Regions from separate parts of the Gossypium hirsutum genome. Here region 2 is linked to region 1. The links are chromatin contacts, called in public Hi-C maps. All regions are on one chromosome and are shown on one strand. The core of a region is the stretch at or near the end of the contact, and the rest is flanking DNA. Distances in the headings are between cores, read along the strand shown.

Region 1 (5,312 bases), core at 1,940-4,439:
TCACCTTCCTTAGTTTTACATGACGTTTTACATGTGCCAAATCTAGCTTGTAGTCTTATATCGGTTAGTAAATTATCCCAATCCTTAAATTGTCATGTTATATTTGACTTCTTTATGTGTAAATTTTAGGACATGATCTCAAGAAGGATAATTGGCAATGCTAAAGAATCTGGTGGAATTTACTTTCTTGATGACGACCATCTACATCGACTAACAACTATTCTACGTTTAAACTCTGTTTCTAGTTTTGATAAGTTTATGATTTGGAATTATAGGCTTGGACACCCTAATTTTTACTATTTAAGATATTTGTTACTTGATCTATTTAAAAATAAAAGTCATTCTTTATATCACTGTGAATTTTGTGAATTGGCTAAACATCATCGGTCATTCTTTCCACCTCAAAAATATAAAGCTCCCAAACCTTTTTTGTTAATTCATAGTGATGTTTGGGGACCTTTGAGAGTCTCAACTTTTTCAAGACAATGTTGGTTTGTCACATTAATTGATGATCATACTCTCGTTTGTTTGGTGTTTTTATTAAAGATAAGTTTGAAGTTAAAAATGTGTTTTAGTCTTTTTATGCTATGGTGAAAACACAATTGGGTGTGAAAATTGAAGTATTTCGGAATGACAATGGTGGGGAATTTTTTAGTGACCAATTAGACGTTTTCTTAACCAAACATGGAATGGTCTACCAAAGCTGTTGTACATATACACCACAACAAAATTGGATTACAGAAAGAAAAAACTGTCATATTTTGGAAGTAACTAGAGCCTTGATGTTCACTAGTCAGGTACCACGTTATCTTTGGGGCGAAGCCTTGTTAATAGCTATGTATCTTATTAATAGAATGCCCAATAAAACTCTAAACTATTGAACTCCTTTTAGTCTTTTTAAAGATAACTTTCCTAACTCTAAATTGATCACAGAATTATCCCTCTGAGTTTTTGGGTTTAGTGTTTTTGTTCATCTTCACAACCAAGGTAAACTAGATCCTAGAGTAAAAAATGTGTCTTTGTTGGATATGCTTCTAATAAAAAGGATTACAAATGTTATGATCCAATTGATAGGAAGATTATTCTACCATGGATGCCATATTTGTTGAAACATAATCTTACTTTGATTCTAATCTTTGGGGAGGGAATTATAGTAAGGAAGATTCAATAATTGATCAAGAAAAGACTAAAATATACAACATATAGATTCTAATAATGGGGAAGGTGAATTTATGATCAACACAGAAATTAATGATGTTAATGTTGTTAATAAAAAGAAGTATGAAGGTGTAGAGTCTGATCATGAGAATAGAGAACAAATAAATGAGTTATTGGTTTACTCAAGAAAGAAATCGAAATCAAGAAAGTGGAATCCACCAGATTCATCACCAAGAATCCAACCTGCAAGATCTTGCCAAAAGTCCAAGTAAAACTCATAATCCAACCAATGAATTTTCTGATCTAGATATTCCAATTGCTAAAACAAAATGTGTTGGAATGGAAGTTGCTCGATCAAAGAAGGATCTTGTGGTTTCTTAGAAAAAATATGTGATTGATATTTTAAAAGAGGCTGGGATGAGTGGTTGCTGCCTAGCTGACATACCAATTGATCCAAATGTAAAATTCAAAAATAAAAAAAGATGATTAGTTGATAAAGGACAGTATTAGAGATTAGTTGGTAAGTTAATTTACTTATCACATACAAGGCCAAACATAGCTTTTGCAGTAAACTTAGTGAGTCAATTTATGCACTCCCCAGTGGAGGAATATGAAGAAGGAGTGTTTTGGATTCTAAGATACTTGAAGAGTTTACCTGTTAAGGGCCTATTCTTCAAGAAATCCGAACAAAGAAGAATTGACAGATGCAGACTGGGCAGGCTCAATAACAGATAGAAGATCTACATCAGGATACTGTACATTTGTTTGGAAAACCTTGTGACTTGGCGAAGCAAAAAACAAAGTGTTGTAGCAAGAAGTAGTGCAGAGGCTAAGTTTAGATCAATGGCTCAAGGAATTTGTGAAATGATGTGGTTAACAAGAATTATGGAAGAGTTGAGGAAACCAATAACTTTATTAATGAAGTTGTACTGTGATAGCAAAATTGCCATTAGTATTACTCACAATCCAGTCCAACATGACAGAACTAATGTTGAGATTGATAGACACTTTATCAAGGAGAAGATTGAAGAAGGCTAAGTGTGCATGTTGTTTGTTCCTTCAAAACTACAGATTGCTGACATACTCACCAAAGGGCTCTCTAAGACAAGTTTTGATTTTCTTATAAGCAAGTGAGGCATGATTGATATATATGCACCAACTCGATGGAGAGTGTTGAAATACGTGAAACTCCATATATTTTGGGGATATTTTTTAAATTTATTTAGGTAGATAGAATAAATCAATTGAGATTTTTTAGGGATATTTTATTTTGTTTTGTAGTAGCTTATTAGTATAAGGGAATTATTTTACCAGTTAGGTTATGACTATTTCCTCTATTTGAATTCAATACTTCAGTTAATAAAATACAAAACAATTTTATCAAATAATCTTTTGAAAACTTTCAAGTTGATCAAACAAATCTCTAATTTGGACAGAAGAATAATTTATTATTTATATTAATATACATGTTTTCATTTAATATCCTTACTAATTATTATTATTATTTGCTAAATTTTTACTAATTATTTTTTTCTCACATCATTGTTACAATTGTGATTAATTGATTTCAATCTTATTATTATAATATCTAATTTCGTCTTTAGATTAATTAATTTTACTGCTATCACTATTTTAATATTATCGAAATGTATCCCACCCTCGTTCAAATGAAGCATTAGTTTAAGATGTAATATGTGGAGGAAGGAAGGAAACATAAATTTATCTTTGTCCCACCATTGCTGCAATTATCCGCCAATAGCATTCCTTTTATAGGTTATACTGGAAGGTCGTTTCTTTGTGTTTATCGTCATAACACTGCGATTAAATTAAAATTGAAATAAATTGAATTTTGAACATGACCTTTTTTTTTTTAGCACAAAACTTAGAATATAAAACAAATAACACAATGAGTCGTTGATTGCCTTAATCCTTTCATCGTCACCAAAAGCCAGCCAAGACAGCAACGCTTAACATTACTTGTAATAATCATCCTACTCAACAGTTACATTCTTCTTTTTTTTTTTTGTCTGAAATTCTTGGCATCCCTTAATTACAGTGTGTCAGACTCCCACGAAAAAATAATCCCCCGGCAAAAAAAAAAAAGAAAAAAAACATTGAACTTACCCGTGTATATCCTTTTATTCTTAAAAATTATATTTAGTAGCCTTTGCTGTCCTATCCTAACTAATAATTGCTCTGGTCTCTGCAATAAGTTCAGAAGGGGACCCATTGAAGGAGTTAAGACCAGGAACAGTTTGAACAACACCCCCATATCAAGTTATCAACCTTAGAAGAAAACAGGAGACTGAATCCTGACACTGAAGAAGAAGCACTAGACATAAAAGGGTAGTACTTTCTTTTTTTTCTTCACAAAGATTTGATTGGCTGAGGCTTTTCTTATCTTATCCTCCAGAAAAAAAGGGAGTCTTTTTACAGACAAGGAGGCCCTTTTTGAAGTGGGTATTCAAGGGGATATGGAAGAAGAAGATTGGATTGAAGAGAGAAGCAGCGTGAGACTGAGGGGTAGAACTTTCAGTGGTGGAGGGGTGAGCGAGTCAAGGTGGGTGGATGGTAGTGAGGTGGACTCAGAGTCACCTCCTTTGTCAATGTTTGATGATAACGAAGCCAAAGAAGGGTATGGATCTTTGAGGAGGAGACTGGTTAAGAAGCCCAAGAGAGTTGATTCCTTTGATGTTGAAGCCATGGAGATTGCTGGTGCTCATGGTCACCACCCTAAGGTATTGAATTTGTTTTATCTCCATTTCATGAAGATTCTATACTTGGGAAGATATTTGCATATGATAATGCTTTTTGTTTCTTTTACTCTTCAATGTTCATTCTTGGAACAGCTCTATTTTTCAACTTCTGATATATACTCTTTAAAGTTTGAATCACTAATGAAGTTTAGGATAAAAGAGAATATATAAATGAGTTCAGCAGTGGGAAGAGATTCATTAGACTCATTGCTCTAGCAAGTGCTGTGATTGAAGGGTCCTCAAGTTTCTGTTATATTCATTTGGCTCAACTTGGCTCATTTATGACTTTTATATGGACTACAAATTTGGGGCAAGTTTTTTGTTGTTGGTATATAGAGAAAATAGTGTCTTTCGATCAACGGTGTAGAGGAATTAGTACTTTCTAGAGGAGAAAATAATTAGGGTCCAACAGACTATAGCTAGGAAATTATACAAGTTGTTTTTCTTTCGTTGTTGATTAGCTTTTTATACTGAGAATGCATGTATTTCTGTCATTGAAAGTCAACTACGGACCTTATCGTGTCTTCCATAACTCAAAAGAATTGTTCTGTCATTTTTGCAAATGAACTTAGTTCCATTAAGCTCAACTATATTCTCTTACTAAAATGTAGTACTTTAATCAATCAGGACATATCCACTTGGCACACTCTTGCATTGGCCTTTCAAACACTCGGGGTTGTGTATGGTGACATGGGCACAAGCCCTTTGTATGTTTTCAGTGATGTCTTCAGCAAAGTCAAAATAGAATCAGAAGTGGATATCTTGGGTGCTTTATCACTGGTGATGTATACAATAGCTCTACTCCCCTTGGTAAAATACGTGTTTGTAGTGCTTAAAGCCAATGATAATGGGGAGGGTAAGGGCTTTTCATAGTAATCCTCTTATTCTCCTTACTTTTTACTGGATATTTTGAAGATCATTTACATGTTAACATATAAATTGATGCAATTGTAGGGGGAACCTTTGCATTGTACTCACTGATTTGCAGGTATGCGAAGGTCAACATGCTGCCAAATCGTCAACCGGCAGATGAACAGATATCAAGTTTTAGGCTCAAACTGCCTACTCCAGAGTTAGAAAGGGCTTTAAGCATAAAAGAGACTTTGGAAAGGAGATCATCCTTGAAGACCCTCCTGTTGCTATTGGTCTTGATGGGAACTTCCATGGTCATAGGAGATGGTATTCTGACCCCCGCAATATCAGGTAGATAGATGTGTACCAATCTTCCATTTAAGTTAACAAAATCAAGTTTTAAACAAGTATTGCAATTTCTGTCTTTGCTTTTTCTGTGACTGGTATTTGATTCTTTGAACCTGAATGTTGTCTTTGTTAGTTGCATTAAAATTTGTCTCACAACTATTTAGAATTCATGATGTCTTAAGTATGGCAGCTTCTTCT
Region 2 (5,748 bases), core at 1,562-4,061, 260 kb before region 1:
TTTCCTTCATATCATTGAATGAGACATTTCTATTAAATATCATTGCTATTTTTTGCTGACATTTAAATATACATCCAACGATTGTTGTCAAGATGATTCCATCGAAATAAATGCATACGAAAAACTGATTATCCATCTTCAATACTCAATCTGTTAAAAAATAAACAAAAATTCTCAAAACAATTTCGAACAGCATAAAAATACTTACATAAAAAAATTAATGAATGAAAGAGACCATTTCTAACAATATCATATTTATTGTCATTTTGAACAATATCTATGACAAAAATATTTTCAGTATTTATCTATTTTTTCTTGTTGTTACACTAACTAACAATTACTTTATAATAGTTATTAACATAAAAACTTTCAAATATAATAAAAAAATTTAAAACATAACATTCACAATAAACATGCCATTAATCTAGACACAAAACTTACTAACAAATCACAATAAATAAAATAACCTTAAAACAAAACATAAAAGTAACACTAAACAAACTATATAATACTAACAAAGTAATTTTTTCTTATCATAATCTATTCTATTTGAAAATAACAATAAAAATAATAATACATTTTCTTTCTTCTCTTTTCTTTTTTTCTTCTCTTCTCCCTCTCTTGTTCTGCTATTTTTTTTAAACTGATACTTTAAAATTGAGTTTGATGGGGGAGTGTGGGGGGAATATGCTAGGTGTGCCGCCTATCAAATAGGCACCACCAATGACGCCTATCAAATAGGCATCACCAGTGCCACCTATCAGATAGGGGTTACTGGTGTCGCCTATCAGATAGGCACCATACTCTCATACCCCTTCTATATTTTTATACCGCGTATATACCTGAATGGACTAAGTGTGCCGCCTATAACTTTGACACCACTACTAAAATATTATTATTTTTAACTAAATTTTGTTAGAATCTAGGGTGGTGCTGCCTATGCACCACCCTCTACCCCTTTGAATGTACAATTTTGGTACATAATTTTTGGAACATTCCATTTCAATATTTTTTAAAAAATATTATATAGGTAAAAAAACCCTCATCTAACTGAATTCTTAATCAATTACGTCACAGAAAAGAAAATATACAAATGGAAGGCAATCTAGAAAACAACTACTCACCAGGTTTGATAAGTTTTAAGTATGACATCAATACCGTTAACTTTTTTTATTACTCTTGTGAATTTAATTAATTTTATTATTTTTAAATTTTTTAATTTTAAAATTTCATTCCTCAACAAATTATGATTGTTAAATTTATTAAGTTTTGTTACTTCTAAAATCTGATGGGTCAAACATATTATCATATGTATCATATCATGTTAGTTTATTATCTTCACATATTACTCACTAAAAAAATTAATGGACTAACAATTGTCATTTAAGTTAAAATTGAAATTTTAAAATTCACTAAGTACAGGGACTTAAAATGGTCCAATTGTAGAATATGGATAAAATCTACAACTAGTAATTTTAGTTTAACCAAACAAAATTAATTGTTACTGTTTAGGGTAGGATTAAAATTTTAAAAATTGAAAAGTACATAAACTAAAATTGACCAATTAAAAAATAAAAGAACTAAAATTGATCAAATTATAGTATATTGACTAAATTTATAATTTTTACAAAGTACATCAAGACCATACCACCCGAAATATGGGCCTTAACACCATACAGGTTTAATTTATTTAAGTGTTATATGCAGACCTAAAATGGGCTTTGAGAAGAAAGGCTATTGAAATCCAAAATTCCAAAGCAGGGCTGAGGAGAATCCCTGACTGATTGACAGAAAGGGTCAGAAAATGAATCCTTCACTGCAAAGGGTTTCAGAATTTTTGTTTTTGAAAAAAGAAGACAGCAGCAGTCAAGTCAAGCATCTTTGCTTAGTGATTCCCTTAATGAAAAGGACAAGTCTCACTGCCGTGCATTTCCTTTCTTAGAAATCACCAAGCTTTTATAGGCCAAAACTCATACCCCTTTTTCTTTTTCCTTCATCTTTTTTATCAGCCAATGATTATGATGGAAAACCAGAAAGGGGGATTGCTATTACTATGTCTTTCAGGCAATTTGGCCTAAACTCAACCAAATGCAATACCTGAAATTTGCTCCAATTTGATTCTTAACACATTTTCAATCAAAAGATAGATAGAATAAAGAGACGCTGATATTTATAATCTTTTTATCTTTAGTTTCAGCTCATTAGAAAGCAAATTACATGATAGGTGTAAGGAATGCATTCCCAGCAGCATTTTTATCTTCAAAACTATCCAAACCCCAAAACCAAACCCATAATTTGAGTACAAACCTTATACAAAAGCTAGCTACCTCGTATGCATCTCTTACATCCCACGTTCAAATAAGGGAAAATAAGAAAAAGAAACGTACATAACTCGAGATTAAACAAAGCAGAAACAAAAAATAAAGGTTATGTTCTAAGATTAGAGTCAAGTAAAATCGGACCGCTACCCTCAATTCCCCGCAATGCAACGATGGTGCTAGCCAGCACAATTGCAAAGCCTTGTTTGTTTCTTTTGCCATTCTCTGTCACCCGTATTTAAAAACCAAGCAGTCATGCCACCGGCACCAGCTCCTACCGCCATTTCCCTTATGTTCCCAGCAGATATCAGCAACTCCTTGAGTGCTTCCGGCAGTCATCTTTTAGAATCAATTGCTATGGAAAGAAAAATATATGTAGCGAAAGTTTGTGCTGAAAAAGCAAATATGGCAAAGTAGCTTAGTAAGGAAAAGAGTGTGTGGATATATGCATAGGGGGACAAGGTGGGTCGTATATAAAGGCGAGATAAAAGCTTTTAGCTTTTTTTTTTTTTCTTTGCCTTGAATGTTCTGTGGTAGATTAGTTACCTTAACATCATTATGAGGGCCACGGTAAAATTTTACGCTTTATACTTAATAGTTAAGAGGAGAAAAAACGTGTGACATCATATTTAACAAAAAAGGAAAGAAAATTTTAAATAATTATGACTGTTATAATAAAATATATTATATTTTTAAGGGGAGGATTTTGATTTGAATATTAAAAATATTGTTTGAAGAGACCACACAAACTCTTAAAAGATCTATCTTTGTGGATTGTAAAATAAATTTGGAAGATACTTTAATTTCATAATTTTTTTAAAATTGCTTTGTAATTTTTACGGGAATTGTAGTGTTGTATGGAGTGGGTGGTTATTTAAAAAAATTAGAAGTTTTTTTAGGAGGAAGTTTTCTTAAATAAATGTTTGAGATTAAAAAAATTAAATATTATATAAAAACATTCAAAAGAATACACACGTCTAATAATATATTTAGTTATTTTAAATTTTAAATTTTTTAATTTTTTGTTAGATTGAATTAATGTCATTTGGCTTGTGATTTCAAATTTTAATTAAGAGTTTTATAATAGTATAGATAAATATAGATAAAAATAATTAAATAACAAAATATGATATTATTAAAAAGATAATTAATTAATATATCATGCAGTTTTTTAGACTTAATAAATAGATTAATAATGTAATAAGTGTCACATTTGTTTATATATATATTATTACACCTTAAAATTAAGATTTTACATTTATTAATATACTAATATATCTATACACCAACAATATCAGTTATTTACTATTAGTATTTATTTTAGAAACAATGCACAGAATTTAACTTTTTAACAATGAGCAATATACAGTGAATTATCAATGTATAAATTCATATAATAAATATAATTATTTAATAAAAATGAAAAGGTATAATAATTTGGTTAAAGAGAATGTTGAAATAGTCCTTCCAAGCTAGGGTTAAGGGCATGTTTGTGGGGAATGCAAATAACTCCACTATCTCGAATTCCAAGGCTCTCGGAGTTTTCATATTATTCTCTCATGGACGAGAGAGAAAGTGAGCAGTGATGGGGTTTGTTTGTCTGTGTATGTGAAGTTGGCATTGTTGGCTGCTATTTTATTGAATCGATATTTATATTATAAGTCACACTCAGCTCAAGATTTAAGTCCTAATGGCAAACTTTTTAGTTTTATTACCCTATTATTGAGATTGAGAGTTGGGTATTTGTAGTCTCCACGGCCAGTCATCGCCTGGATTGCTGTGCAGATGTGTATTGGAATCCCACGACCCACCATTGGGTAAAAACACCAACACCAACAACAACTTCGAATATATTTATAATTTGTTTAAAAGCTTGTTTGGATAATGAAATAAAATATAATCGGATGGATCAATCGAGGTTATTAAATTAAAAAGGTAAACTATACAATTAATCATTAAATTATAGATAAATTTTCGTTTTGGTCGCTTAATTAAAAAAGTTACAATTTGATTATTGAATAATTCGAAACTTTTCATTTAAATCACTGAACTGTTTAAAAGTTTTTATTTAAGCCACTAGGTTATTATTTTTTTTTCAAAATGTTTCATCAACAAGCTCCAAGTGATGATTCGATAATCGATTTGGTGAATTAGTACCCATCGACGAGTAGAAGAACATACCTTAGATCCAAGTCGATTTGACGGCCAATGTCAGAGATCAGAGAAAAAAGTTGTTTGGATTTTGATTTACAGATTTGTGACGTCTAGAACTGTTTCATGAAAAAAAAACTAAATTGTAAAAGAGAAGGGGAAATAGAGCTTTCAATTGATGGATGCAGTGCAAATAGAAAAAAACCATATAGCATCGATTTTAACAATTTAATGACTTAAATGGAAACTTTTGAATAATTTAGTGACCAAATTATAACTTTTTTTAGTTAAGTGGTCAAAACGAAAATTTACCCATAGTTTAAAGACTAATGGTCTAGTTTACGTAATTAAAAAGTAGTGGTTTGTATGGTACGAAACAAATATATATAACTAGTTTTTTTTATCTCGTGTGATGTACGAGGTTAAGTTGTATATATCAAATTTTAATATTTTATATTTATTTGATAAAAAATTGTTACAAAAATCGTAACATTTCAATAATACTATGTTTGAGAAATTAAAAACAAAATAATATAAATGTTTAATTTTTTTTGAAGGAAAACTGGGCTCGTGAATTCACAAACCAAACAAAAGGTAAAAAACCAACACCACCAAAAGTCCAAAAAGAAACGGTCCAAAGAAATCGCCTAAAGAACCTAACAAACAACCCAGATAAAACCTAACAAACAACCCAAAAATAAGCCTAATACGGAACAACTCAAAAACGACAGGAAATAAAACAGGAACAAATGAACGCTAAGCTGCTCTTCATAATCTGCTAGTTGCCAGCAAAAAAGGCACCTGAAACACCACTAAACAAAAGAAATCCAGTAGCAACTAAAAAGAAAACAATCACCAAAAAACCTTAAAAAGAACCAAATCCAAGTAGACCTCCTGACAGACATAGAAATAATGCATTTGTTCAATACCCTTTAGCTTACCCCCAATCTTCTCATACCCCAAAGTCCGACGATCACTTTCTACAGCAAGAAGCACAAAATCAAGCACTCTTTCATGCAGGTAAGTAGTACTCGACCCTCTCAAACCCTCTCTAGCCAACAAATAAGAAATTATGTTCCCAGTACGAAGCAAAAGCGTAAAAGAGCAGCGACGAAAAAAACCAGCCTTCTCCTTAATATTCCGAATAGGGCTGAGTTATCACGCAGATAAGAAAGAACCTTCTGAATCATAGTCAAGGAATTGCCTTCAATAATTACATCGCGAAAGCCTAGATCTAGACCTAAGGTGACAGCTTGGAGGCATGCAAGGGCCTCCGCCG

What was found. Hi-C and Micro-C count contacts between places; a contact is called where the count stands out from the background.
Region 2: a contact with region 1 is called in a Hi-C map of leaf, with 2.8 times the contacts expected there. The contact joins the enhancer-like site here to the promoter of LOC107959982 in region 1. A contact is called at or near these places in 2 of 34 Hi-C or Micro-C datasets (leaf and petal).

Annotation. Positions count from the first base shown.
Region 1 is chrA05:75,958,642-75,963,953 of Gossypium_hirsutum_v2.1, reverse strand. LOC107959982 (putative potassium transporter 12) reads left to right here and starts at 3,189. Exons shown (of 9, transcript XM_016896177.2): 1 at 3,189-3,896; 2 at 4,542-4,770; 3 at 4,869-5,117. The coding sequence starts at 3,633.
Region 2 is chrA05:76,220,469-76,226,216 of Gossypium_hirsutum_v2.1, reverse strand. No RefSeq gene overlaps it. Among protein-coding and RNA genes, the nearest start is that of LOC107959984, 15 kb to the left of the region's middle. Within about 2 kb of position 2,811, at least 8 of the 9 cell types and tissues checked have an H3K27ac peak or open chromatin away from gene starts, as enhancers often do. A contact at or near this core is called in leaf, where this site is marked.